2 separate regions of the Sus scrofa genome follow, and region 2 is linked to region 1. Evidence: chromatin contacts called from public HiChIP or PLAC-seq data. All regions are on one chromosome and are shown on one strand. Each heading gives the region's core, a stretch centred on a gene start, on an enhancer-like site or on the middle of the called end of the contact. The rest is flanking DNA. Distances are from core to core; before and after follow the strand shown.

Region 1 (6,512 bases), core at 2,359-4,858:
GTGACTCGGGCAGTCTGCCCTCAAAGGCTTACATAATCTTCCCAAGTTAACACACTCCAAATATTGGAGCGGAAGGCCAAAGACAGACTCTGTCACCTCTGTCATGCTGCAGTGGGGCTTGGTCATCGTCTGGCTACATGTCTGATTGAACGAAACCCAGAAGAGCGTGGACTGGGAATCTGGGGTTGATGGATGCAGACTATTGCCTTTGGAACAGATTAGCAATGAGATCCTGGGAACTATGTCTAGTCCCCTATGACGGAGCCGGATAATGGGAGAAAAAAGAATCTATACATGTATGTGTGACTGGGTCACCTGCTGTACGGCAGAGAATTGACAGAACACTGTAAACCAGCTATAATGGAAAAAAATAAGAATCATTATATATAGATTAAAAAAAAAAGAAAAATGAACACACGGATCCTCTGGTCCAGCTTGTGTCTGGCCCCCCCTGTGCAGCCGGCAAGGACACAGCCCGGCAGTTTGGGACCTGTGCTTTCCTCCACACGTCCATGGCCTCATCTGGGTGTCGCGGATGCCTCTGCGGGTTACAGGTCCCTCCTCCTCCCCACACCCACGGCTGGCCTGGGCCGCCTTCCTGCCCAGAGGCCTGGGCCCGGGGCTGCACAAGCCTGTGTGAGGCCCAGCCCAGGCAGCCGGCCTCACCTTGTACTGGTCCACATACTTGGGGTGAGGGAAGTGCAGCGTGGCTATGAACACCTGGACGCAGTTGCTCCTCAGCCCATCCCGGAACAGGTTCTCCGCCAGCAGCCGAGCCATGAAGTTCTTGCCTGTGCCAGACGAGCCATGGAACGACAGAGCCAGGGCCTTGTCTGGCTGGGGCAGCTCTAGGTAGCCCCTTACTGCCGCCAAGACCAGCTCCCGGGCCAGGTGCTGACCGTGCAGTCGCACGCGCAGGTCGGCCTCTAGGCCTAGGGGTGGGAACGAGGCCATTGTGAGAAGGGCCCACAGGCACTGTCCCCTCCAGGCTCCGCGATGGCCAAGAGACGGAGCAGTGAACATCTATCTCTGAGGTGAAAGCCATCCTGTTTGGTGGCCTCCATACAAGAAGCCACCAGGCAGACCTTGCAATGGAAGAGATTCAGGGCTATTTGCTAAAGAGTTTGAGAAATCAAGACTGACATAAGGGAGAGAATGGAATCACTGCTCCGCCCCTTTTTGTCTTTTTAGGGCCGCACCTGCGGCATATGGAGGTTCCCAGGCTAGGGGTCCGATCCGAGCTGTAGCCACTGGCCTATGCCAGCACCACAGCAACGTGGGATTGAGCCACGTCTGCGACCTACACCATAGCTCAGGGCAATGCCAGATCCTTAACCCACTGAGCAAGGCCAGGGATTGAACCCGCAACCTCATGGTTCCTAATCAGATTCGTTAACTGCTGAGCCACGACGGGAACTCCTCATTTTATAATTTTCTTTTTCTTTTGGTCTTTTGTTTTTCTGAGGGCCACACCTGCGGCATATGGAGGTTCTCAGGCTAGGGGTCTAATTGGAGGTGTAGCTGCCAACCTACGCCACAGTCACAGCCACACCAGATCTGAGTTGCATCTGAGACCTACACCACAGCTCATGCGATGCTTGATCCTTAACTCACTGAGCAAGACAAGGGATCGAATCCGCAACCTCATGGTTCACAGTAGGATTCGTTTCCGCTGCGCCACAACGGTAACTCCCTCATTTTACCATTTCAATTCAATCCAGCAAACACCTGCTGAAGGCAGCTAGTGTGTACAAAGCCCTCTGCTAGGCCTTCCTTCCTCTCAGCTGTGAGGTTGCAGGGTTTGGATCATGGCCTCTGGGAGCCATGGTGGAGACAGGGAGGCTGCCAGCTGTGGGCAGAAAGAGGTGGGCGCCCTTCACCCTGACATTTCCCTGAATTGCTTCCCCTCCCTGAAGATTCCTGGCCCTTAGGGCTGTAAGGTCCTACCTGTGAAGTTGTTGATGATCCTACAGTCCCCACTGTCACAGCAGTCCTGGAAGCTGCAGTACCACGTGGTCAGGATATCCAGGTACTGCTGGCCCAGCAGGGGAAGACTCCAGCCTGGAAAAGGAGGAGCTGTGAGACAGGGGCGGTGCCCAGAGTTGAGGAGAGGGAACACTGCCTCCCTACCACCAACCAGGCTCTTCTGTTCTCCTGAGCAGTGCCTCAGCAGGGAGGGTGCAAGACTGGGCGCCTCCAGCTCTGAGGAAGTGGGTGGATGGCCTTGCTACACTACAGATGCAGCTCTAGCTGCAGCAAAAGCTCAATTTACCCAACAAATCAGCCTTAAGCACTTTGTCCAGAATGTAAGAAACCCAGGCCCTGCTGGTCCGGCAGGGAGACAGACAGTAACTGGTGATTATCCTTCTTCCTACTTGCTTTGGATTCCAGAATCATCTGATTATGGCCAACCCCAAGTGTCTCAATACTTTTATCAAATGTCAGTTTGAATATACCCATCAGTAACAAAAACCAAACACAAAGACTAAAACAAAAGACTATACAAAAACCATTCACTTGGAATTTAGAAGGCTTTGAATTTAAATGAAAGATATTTCTAGCAGGGGGACCATTACAGCATTCCTATTCCAGGACCTAGAATTAACGACATCGATTGCAAAGGCGCCTCAGAGATCACCGAGTCCACGACAGTGATGTGACAACACTGCCACACCATTTGTCAGAGACAGAAATCAGAACTCGGTGCGGCGGACTCATAACCCAGGCCCCGGCTCCATAAGCAGCAGAGGAGGAGGAGGGGGAGGTACTTGAAGGGTGTCTCCAACCAGGAACTTTCCTTAAAGCCATGGAGAAGGTGGGCAAGAGCAGCAATTTGGAATGATGCTGCCGGGCCCTCAGTCTGGCCGGAACAGCAGCGCCGCAGGCTAAGGCGCCGGCCTGCGTCCTAGGGCCGGCGCGAGGCTCCGAACTGCACCCCGAAGCACTGTGCCCCGCGCTTCTGCCCGCGCGCCCCCGCCTTCCTGAGCCAGCGAGTCTTACCCAGGGGCCGCGCGGGCGCTTCCTCATCCTTCCCACAGGCCTCGGGCCACAGGCGGCAGCTGAAGAGGGCCCAGTAGCGTCTGGAGAGGGCGCCGGCCGCCCTCAGATGCTCCCGCAAGCGCTGGAAGGCCTTCCAGGCCCGACCCGAGTCCGCCTCTGCCGCCTCGTCCCTCGACCTCGCGTGGTCGCCGTGTCCCCGCGCGCCCGGGGGCGGCGGCAGCAGTAGAAGCAGCAGGAGCCAGAGCCAGAGGCAGAACGGATGCCGCCGGCCGCAAAGCATGGCCAGCCCTGCTACCGCTCCCCTCCGCCGCCCGGCCCTCTCGGCCCTTTGGAGCCCCGGGCTGGCGGGCGGGCGCCGGCACTTCCGAGGCCCTGATTGGCTGGGGATTGGCGTTGCCCTGGGAACCGCAGGCAGCTGAACTCGCCCCCACGTGACCCAGGGCGAACCTGGCGTCCGCCGGGAACCGAAACCGACTGGAGCCCGGGAGGGCATCCAGAGGCCGACTGTGGGTTCCGCCACCCAGCGGGGTCTCGCTGCCAGGCAGCAGTCTATCTGGACGACTGTGGTTGCGAAGAAGTCGAAGTCAGGCCTTGAGATGGCCACTGTCAATCACCCGTTGGTTTCGGGGTCTCTGGTGGCCCATCTGAAGCCCACCAAATTAGGGCACCCATTTTGCCTTGTTTCCTTGGCCGCAGATCATCTTCCGGTCAACCTGTTAGTAGAAACTAGGCAACCATCTCACCCTGGAGCTTGAGTTGCTGGGGAAGTCGGCCCTGGGCCTGGCTCCTCTACAAAGGGAAATGAGAGAAGCAAATGATCAGCGGGTTTCTGCTACAGCTGGGAGTCTACCAAAAGCAAGAGGAAGCTGGTGGGCTGCAGTCTGGAGGTATTTGGGTTTTAGAAACGCCCAGAATCATGGGAAACTCCCAAGGTTTCATGTCAGTGTAACCATAGCCCTTTAAAAACAAGTTAGCTGAGTACTGGGTGCACTTCCTTGGCTAAGTTTGCAGCGTTGAAGTGCTTATGAGGGTGAGCACCTTCTCAGATACCACTGGCAAGACCTGAGGGCCTTTTTCCAGGGACTCCCTTCTCCATAACATGTAAGGAGATTGCGAGATTTCTGAAGAGCTTAATGCATTTTTCAAGATCACCTGAAGCCACTGGCCTAAGCACCACCTTGTCCTAGGAAGAAACTTCTGTCTAGAAATCCTGAGACTTGACTAATTTCATAGGTTCAGTGGCCTTGAGGCTGGGCTCTCCTAGCACCACATCACATCTCACAAATGTCACAGCCAAATTGATTTGTATGTTCATTCCAGTATTTTTTTTTTTTTTTTTTTTTTTTGTCTTTTCTAGGGCCGCACCTGTGGTACATGGAGATTCCCAGGCTAGGGGTCTAATCGGAGCTGTAGCCACTGGCCTATGCCAGAGCCACAGCAACGCAGGATCTGAGCCGCATCTGCGACCTACACCACAGCTCACGCAACGCCAGATCCTTCACCCACTGAGTGAGGCCAGGAACCCGCAACCTCATGATTCCTAGTCTGGTTCGTTAACCACTGAGCCACGATGGGAACTCCTCCAGTCTCTTAGATTACACTCAGTGCCGGCCAGGTCTGCTCCATCCTCAAGAGCTCACCAAATGTGCTCCTGCCTTGCATTCAAACAGCTATAGAGAGCAGATAAGCACCTGTGTGAGAATACCGACAGTTAAATTGAAAAGTAACATTAGGAGTTCCCGTCGTGGTGCAGTGGTTAACGAATCCGACTAGGAACCATGAGGTTGCGGGTTCGATTCCTGCCCTTGCTCAGTGGGTTAACGATCCGGCGTTGCCGTGAGCTGTGGTGTAGGTTGCAGACGCGGCTCGGATCCTGCATTGCTGTGGCTCTGGCGTAGGCCGGTGGCTACAGCTCTGATTCAACCCCTAGCCTGGGAACCTCCATATGCCACGGGAGCGGCCCAAGAAATAGCAACAACAACAACAACAAAAGACAAAAAAAAAAAAAAGAAAAGTAACCTTATATCGTGTCTTAGCCGTTCCGAATAATGGCCGAATTGAACCCAAACCTTCCATAGAGCAGAGGCCACCACACCAGTGCTGTGTTATATGCAATGACACTCATGAAACCCTTCAAAGGACAGTTAACAAGGAACACACAATTACGCTTATTTGGAAATTGAAACTATTAACTCATTCAGTAAATGTTGTTTGAGCATGAATGGCAGTCTAGTATAGTGAGTAACCGAATGGCCCCTACTACTTTTTATGTGTCGCCTTGGGTGTTAAGTAACTGTCATTTGCCTCCGTTTCTCCACCTATAAAATGGAGATAAAAGTCACTTCATAGGGGTGCTGTAAGGGTTAACCTTTATTAGTGTATATGCCCCACCCTGGAGGAGACTCTGGATGGTTTATACAGGAGGCTTTGGAAGACTTTATTTACACTAGTGGACTGTACCGGTGAATTAACTTATGGTGATAAAACAACTAGTCTTTACACTAGTTTCTTTAGGAAAATCCAAGTTTTAAGACTGTGGAAATAATTATATACTTGTAACTTTTATGTAGGGCTAACTGCTAATATTTGAGATGTTTTGATTTGGATTTAACATTTCATAGTACATAAAGCAGGTAGCTTGGAAGTTCTTGGACAAATGATTTGATCTCAAGACATATTTTTCCTAATAAACATTTTTTTCACCAGAGTCGGGCCACAAAGAAACAGTGAACACAAATACCAGTTTTTAGATAAGCCTCTATTTTCAAGAAATTGCTAATATTTCAGTTCTCAGCACTTGGAGGCTCCTGGTTGTAACGCTAGGAGCAAGATCTCATGGATGATGGGGACACCTAGAGGCTCTTATGAAAACTACAGGCAGCTAGGATTCCTTAGCAAGCAAACTCAGCACTGCTCAGGAATGCTCCAAGGACGGGAGGCTTTGGCATTGCCCTGGAGCTTGTTAGAAAAACAGAAACTTAGGCCCCAAACTTAATCAAATATGCATTTTGGGAAGTTTCCATGTGGTGCAGTGGGTTAAGGATCTGGCATTGCCACAGCTGTGGTGTAGTTCAATCTCATCTGCCTTTAAAACAATTTTTGGGTAAAAAAAAAAAAGTCTTTATCTCCAAATAAATTTGGCATGTAAAAAGCAAACTCTGGGAGTTCCTGTCATGCCTCAGCAGTTAATGAACCAGACTAGTATCCATGAGGATGCAGGTTCGATCCCTGGCCTTGTTCAGGGCATTGTTCACAGCATTGCCATGAGCTGTGGTGTAGGTTGCAGATTTGGCTCGGATCTGGCATTGCTGTGGCTGTGGTGTAGGCCAGCAGCTGTAGCTCTGATTAGATCCCTAGCCTGGGAACCTCCATATGCCATGAATGCAGCCCTAAAAAGACCAAAAACAAACAAAAAAGCAAACTCTGAAAACACAAATGAATGTTTCACAGCTCGTCTATGTGCCAGCGGCTCCTTTAACATCCCTGAAATAGAGTAACTGAAGCTTCACGGT
Region 2 (6,512 bases), core at 1,690-4,189, 49 kb before region 1:
ATCAGGCTTCTGAGACTGATGTTGTTCATTAAATGTATGTTCAAATATATAGATCATTTAGTCACCTAGCAGTTTACATGTTGGAAAGACTAGCCATTATAAGAATGGCTGTATAAGAATAGAACTGTTTTACTTTGTAATTGGTAAAGCACAGGCTCATGTCAGTTCTTTTGAACAGTAAATGTAGATTGAATCCATTCTTCCATTCTTTCCCTCTTGGTGATGTGTGTAGTAGGGGAAAAGCACAGGCTCTAGAGCAATTAAATTCGGTGTGCTGGGTAACTCCATCATTTATTAACATTGTGACCTTACTTAGGCCTTGGCTTCCCATCCCATTTTATTGGATTCTTGTGAGGATCAAGTGAGATAATTTCCGTAAAACATAATGGCTGATGAAAAGTAGGAAATGGTAAATTATTAATTTTCTTTTTCTTTTGCATCACCTTACAGACATGTTGTCTTGTGATGAAACCAAATAGAATCAGATAAGTGATGATGTGTAAGAGACTCAGCAGATCGACTTCTGGTTGTACACCCAATAGAAACAAGTGCTTATGTGTACAGAAGACAAGTATGAGAATGTTATATCAGGAGTTCCCTGGTGGCCTAGTGGTTAAGGATCCAGCATTGTTACTGCTATGGTTCGGGTCACTGCTATGGTGTGGGTTTGATACGCGGCCTGGGAACTTCCACATGCTGCAGTTGTGGCCAAAAAAAGTACAATATTCATATCAGTACTGTTTGTAGTGGCCAGAAACTAGAAGTACCCAGCTGTCAACAGCAGTAGAATGAACTAATAAATTGTGGTATATTCACAAAATGGCGTCAGAGACAGCAACAAATGGAGTCACACCATAGGTATTGTTTTGTGTCAGCTTTCTTTAACTCAACTTTTTATTATGTATTAATTTATTTTTCTTTTTAGGGCTGCATCTGCGGCTTATGAAGGTTCCCAGACTAGGGGTCCAATCAGAGCTATAGCTGTTGGCCTTCGCCACAGCAAAACAGATTAGAGGTGCGTCTGTGACATACCCCATAGCTCACAGCAATGCCGGATCCTTAACCCACTGAGTGAGGCCAGGGATAGAACGCGAAACCTCATGGTTCCTAGTTGGATTCATTTATGTTGTGCCATGACAGGAACTCCTCACTCAACTGTTTAAAATTGTGATAAAGTTCATATATCATACCACAAAATTCACAATTTCAAGTGGACAATTCAGTGGTTTTTAACATATTCACTGGTTGTCCAACTACTACCACTGTCTAACTGCAGAACATTTTAATGAGCCCACAAAGAAACCTATACCCATTAGCAGTAATTCACCCTCCCCTCATCCCCTGACAATCACTAACCCCTTCCATAGATTCACCTTTGGCAGGGGTCAGCAAGTTTTTCTAGAGGGCCAGACAGTAAATACTTGAGGCTCATAGCCATACCTTCTCTGTCATTACTCAGATGAACTGCAATAATGAGAAAGCAGCCACAGACAATGCATTAACAAATGAGTGTGTCTGTATCCCAATAAAGTTTTATTAACAAAAGCAGGCAGTTGGTGGGTCATAGTTTTTTCTGATTGTGTAGCATACCTCTACAAACCATATCATTTGTATAGGTGGGGTTCACAAGCAGACAGAGCTAATCTAAGGTGTTAGAAGTCAGCACATGGGGTAAATAGCAGGGGGGAGGGCACAAGAGAGCCTTCTGGGGTGCTGGTAGTACTATAATCCTCTGTGTGGGAGCTGTTTTTACTTGGGTAAGTTCACTTAATAAAAAATCATCAATTCTCTGTTTATTGTACACTCTTCTGTATATACTAGAAGTTCCTTTTGTGAAAAAATAAACTCACTTAGGAGATAAGGCCCAACGGGTGCTTGCTATTTAATTTTATACTTCTTACTGCCTATCATAAATTAACTGTTTTGTTAGCAACTCTCTGAGATAAAATTGTGGCCTTTTCTTTTTAAATGACCTAGACACGCAAAAGCGTATCTTAATGAAATAAAAATGAGAAAATGTTTGAATGCCCTTGCACTATCAAAAAAAAAAAAAAAAAAAAGGAAATCGATGGTTTTCAAATTATGTTCTAAGCCAGATTCTGAGGTGGTATTTCATAAACTTTTATAGGAAGCCAGTCCCCTCTTAGCTATTTTAATCAATGCGTCTCTTCTTTTATCTTATATATTCAGGTTTTTTAGTCCTTTTTTTGCTTAAAAATATTTGAAGACCAGTGATCTTGATGATCAAGAGAGAGGTTTTGGAGGCTTCACTCCCCCTGCCCACCCTCAAGACTAGAACTACTTTAGGAATCATAGGAAGAGTGGTTTAAATGAGATTAAACTGGAGTTCTGTTTCCCCTTTGCCATCATGGTTTAATTCCTAAATTTACCTCAAGAAGATAATGCCTTATCATCTTATCTTGAGATCCGTGAAATAATGACTCCTTTTTGGTTGGTGTAGCTTTTCTCTATTCTCCTCATCAGGTGTATGTAACTGCTGAGAGCCGCTTTAGCACCTTGGCCGAGCTTGTTCACCATCACTCAACAGTGGCTGATGGGCTCGTGACAACACTACACTACCCAGCACCCAAGTGTAATAAGCCTACCGTGTATGGTGTGTCCCCCATCCATGACAAATGGGAAATGGAACGAACAGATATTACCATGAAGCACAAACTTGGGGGTGGTCAGTATGGAGAGGTTTACGTTGGCGTCTGGAAGAAATACAGCCTTACTGTTGCTGTGAAAACGCTGAAGGTGGGTTGCTGAGAATTACAGTTCTCAGGCATCTTTTTCTTGTGTGCTGAATCACTTGGAAATAGCAGCATGCCTTTCTTTAACTTCGGGGCTTTCCACCCACGGGTGCCAAGCACATCAGCAAACTGTGATGATTAACCACGGGTGCTGTTGCTGACAATGCGGGGGCAACTTATTCACTGCAATGCAGTGAAACCCACAGATGGAGAAGGTTTGTCTCTGGAGGCTGTTGATGTAGATCTTAGTGGGAGGTTAGATGCATGTTGTAAGTTGTAAAAACAGAACAAACTGTTTTACTTCCTCAGAACAACCCCTGCTGGACACAATTCTTCATGCACTGTGAGAGAATGATGGGTTCTCTCTTTCTTATTCTGTCCTTTTTCTCTCTGCTGCTATTTCCTCCCTTATCCCTGAGATTAGACCACTTCTTGGTTGTTGTTTTTTTGTTGTTGTTCTTATTTTTTTGTCTCTTCAGGGCTGCACCTGCGGCATATGGAAGTTCCCAGGCTAGGGGTCCAGTCAGAGCTGAAGCCACCGGCCTACGCCACAGCAACGCGGGATCCGAGCTTCGTCTGCAACCTACACCACAGCTCATGGCAATGCTGGATCCTTAACCCATTGAGCGAGGCCAGGGATCACGAGCCGCGTCCTTATAGGTACCTAGTCAGGTTCATTAACCGCTGAGCCACCACGGGAACTCCGACCACTTCTTGTTCTTAATGTTCACAGATATCTTTTTCCTGATGCTACCCTTTCTCTCCTTTAAGCATCCTGGTATCAAATTATACATTTTGTCACTCACTCCATTCTCTCAAGATTCTTTCATATGCCTCAATAGCTTTGTCATGTCACTTGTAAGGACTGCTCTTCACCTATCAATAGTAGTCTGTTTTTGTTTTTTTAGCAAGTATTTATTGAGTGCTTTTTCTGAGTGTGTGAAACAATATTCATAGTCTTGCAAACATGCCTTGCTCCTTAAGGAATTTGTTAGGAAGACAGCTGACTGTTCTGTACCTTTCAGTTGTGATAGGACATGATTGATGAATTTTACTCCACCCCACAAAATTTTGTATAGTTTAAAATAATGAATAAATTTAAGTAGACATTTTTCTTGGAGGATATTATGTTGTGATAAAACTTCCTGAAGTAAATGCTGAAATAGTCAAAAGATATTCCCTTTTCTGAAATTTTAGGATTGTGAGTTGACTCAAATGATTAAGATGGGGGCTTGTCCCTGCCCTCTTTTTCTTTCTTATCTTTCCACCTTTCTAGGAGGATACTATGGAGGTGGAGGAATTCCTAAAAGAAGCTGCAGTGATGAAAGAAATCAAGCATCCTAATCTGGTACAACTATTAGGTAAGGGAGCTTTCCTGAACCATAACTTTCCTCAAAGATGCTTGTCCCCCAACCCCCTATTAACTCCAAATCCTTCTTTTGAATCACTGTGGGTGGAAGCTCCCAGTACAAATCTACTTCTTTAAATGACTTTAATCAGCAGTCTCTGTATTTAAAAATTACCCAAGAAGCAGTAACCTGGATTGATTGCAGTATATATGAAACTGCACAGCCTGTGGTAATTGCCCTGGATCCAAAGTTCAAAATCATTCCAAGTGATACTAAACCAAAAACGGTCACAAAATAGTTTTACAAAATAAAGAGATACTAAGCAAAGGACTGCTGAAAATAAACAGATTAAAAATTGTGACCATCCATCAGTTTGCCTTTACAAGCAGAAAGTGCCATCAATAGACTGCTATCTTACGTGTTTGGGTCACAGAAAAACCGTTGACTAAAACCATTGCTTTTTAAAAAATAGGGTCAGTTTCTTTGGATGTTCAAATTGAGCCAAACCATCCCAAAGGAAATAGATTCTTTTGGTTCTTGATAAGTTATCTGCCATGTGTTAGTGGAATCCTTGATTGTGGAAATAGTCAGAATCTTTTTACAAAGTATTATTACAGACCGGGCTCACATACAGGCTTTACCACATGCACAGTTGCTGTTACTTTTAGGTAAACATGGGCAGCATGCAGTTGAGGATGGGGATTATGTAGGCATGTACAGAACTCTAGATGTGTTGGTAGTCCTGACCCCGTGTGGAATTAGAACAAGCAACTCTGCTTTTGCCAAATAGGCACTTACTCAAAATGGATATGAATTTCCAGAGAATGATAGAATGAGAACAGAGTCCCTTATCAACTAGCTTATATCATTTTTAGGGAATATGATGGCAAGACGGGAAAAGATTACTGCTGAACTAGACTTTAAAAATTGTCAATTATTCTTGAAGTTCCTGCTGTGGCACAGTGGGTTAGGAATCTGATTGCAGCAGCTCAGGTCACCGAGGAGGTGAGAGTCTGCTCCTGGCATTGCGCAGTGGGTTAAAGGATCTAGAGTTGCTGCAGCTGTGGTGCAGATTCAGTCCCTGGTCCAGGAACTTCTATATGCCATGGATGTAGCCATTAAAAAATTGTCAGTTTTTCTTGCCAAAGTGGTTTGCAGTGTGTGAATATATACTAATAAAACAAGCTGTATTTGAACTATCAGGTGTATGTACTTTGGAGCCACCATTTTACATTGTGACTGAGTACATGCCTTATGGGAACCTGCTTGATTATCTCCGAGAATGCAACCGAGAAGAGGTAACTGCAGTTGTACTGCTTTACATGGCCACTCAGATTTCTTCTGCAATGGAGTATTTAGAAAAGAAGAATTTCATCCATAGGTGTGTAAAACCTGGTTATTGCTTATGATTAACCATGAAGCTCTCTTGATTGACATGCAAATAAAAGAAAGAATGTGAGAATTTTAGCAAAAATTTTCAGATGACTCAGGAATTTTCTCTTTTACAGGCACCATTGTAATGACATTGCCAATTTATAAACCCTCCTGTTCTCTGATTAAAGTATTAATGCGAGGCCTTTGTTATTCTCAGAAGAGAAAGCTCTTTACTTTGCCCAGGACTATATCCAAGATCCTTTTGCCCCATCTAGTGGCTTAATTTTAAAAATAGCTTTCTGTCCTAGTAATGAACTTACAGCTGTGTAGAAGAGCATCTGTTGCTCACTTCTGAAGCCTATCCCAAGTATTTGTGAATAGGAACCCCTTTTCTGAAGCCTGCTTTATTCTGGCATCACATAACTCCCTCTTGATGGGGATTCTACAAGTGATGTATAATTAGTGGCTTTCTACCATCTTAGTAATTTTCATAAAATACTACCATATCTGTCAGCACTTATCAAACTGTAAGGGAACTGATAATAGAGCATTCATGATCTTTTTCTACAACCACCTGTATGGAATCACATTTTAGAGTTCTCTTTCCCACAGAGATCTTGCAGCTCGTAACTGCCTCGTGGGAGAAAACCATGTGGTAAAAGTGGCTGACTTTGGCTTAAGTAGATTGATGACTGGAGACACCTATACTGCTCATGCTGGAGCCAAATTTCCTATTAAATGGACAGCACCAGAGAGTCTTGCCTACAATACCTTCTCAATTAAATCTGATGTCTGGGGTAAGAGTGAAAGGAACATTTTCCTGTGTGTTATTTTCTTTATAAATAAATACTAAATTCTTTAGAGCTTATCTTTTATATAATCATGTCTTCTGTCTTTACATTCATCCTTCTTTTAGTCATTCAGCAAGCACTTATTAAATACTTAGTATCTGCTAGGCACTTACCATAGAAAGAAATTATAAAGAAGAAAGTTAAAGAAAAAAGTCTCTGCCTGCGGAGCACTCACAATCTAGGTA

What was found. HiChIP or PLAC-seq counts read pairs in DNA pulled down with a chosen protein or histone mark.
Region 2: an H3K27ac HiChIP or PLAC-seq map of alveolar macrophages shows a contact between it and region 1. The contact joins the enhancer-like site here to the promoter of TOR3A in region 1. A contact is called at or near these places in 1 of 5 promoter capture datasets (liver), 7 of 47 Hi-C or Micro-C datasets (embryonic fibroblasts, heart right ventricle, liver and 1 more) and 2 of 2 datasets of contacts at active chromatin or transcription factors (alveolar macrophages and skeletal muscle).

The regions. Positions count from the first base shown.
Region 1 is chr9:120,856,930-120,863,441 of Sscrofa11.1, reverse strand. TOR3A (torsin-3A) reads right to left here and starts at 3,608. Exons shown (of 6, transcript XM_003130340.5): 1 at 3,001-3,608; 2 at 1,948-2,061; 3 at 667-932. The coding sequence starts at 3,493.
Region 2 is chr9:120,905,173-120,911,684 of Sscrofa11.1, reverse strand. It overlaps ABL2 (Abelson tyrosine-protein kinase 2), which reads left to right. Exons shown (of 13, transcript XM_003482731.4): 5 at 2,485-2,757; 6 at 4,030-4,114; 7 at 5,306-5,483; 8 at 6,089-6,273. Among named protein-coding and RNA genes, the nearest start is that of TOR3A, 49 kb to the right of the region's middle. Within about 2 kb of position 2,939, at least 4 of the 83 cell types and tissues checked have an H3K27ac peak or open chromatin away from gene starts, as enhancers often do. A contact at or near this core is called in alveolar macrophages, where this site is marked.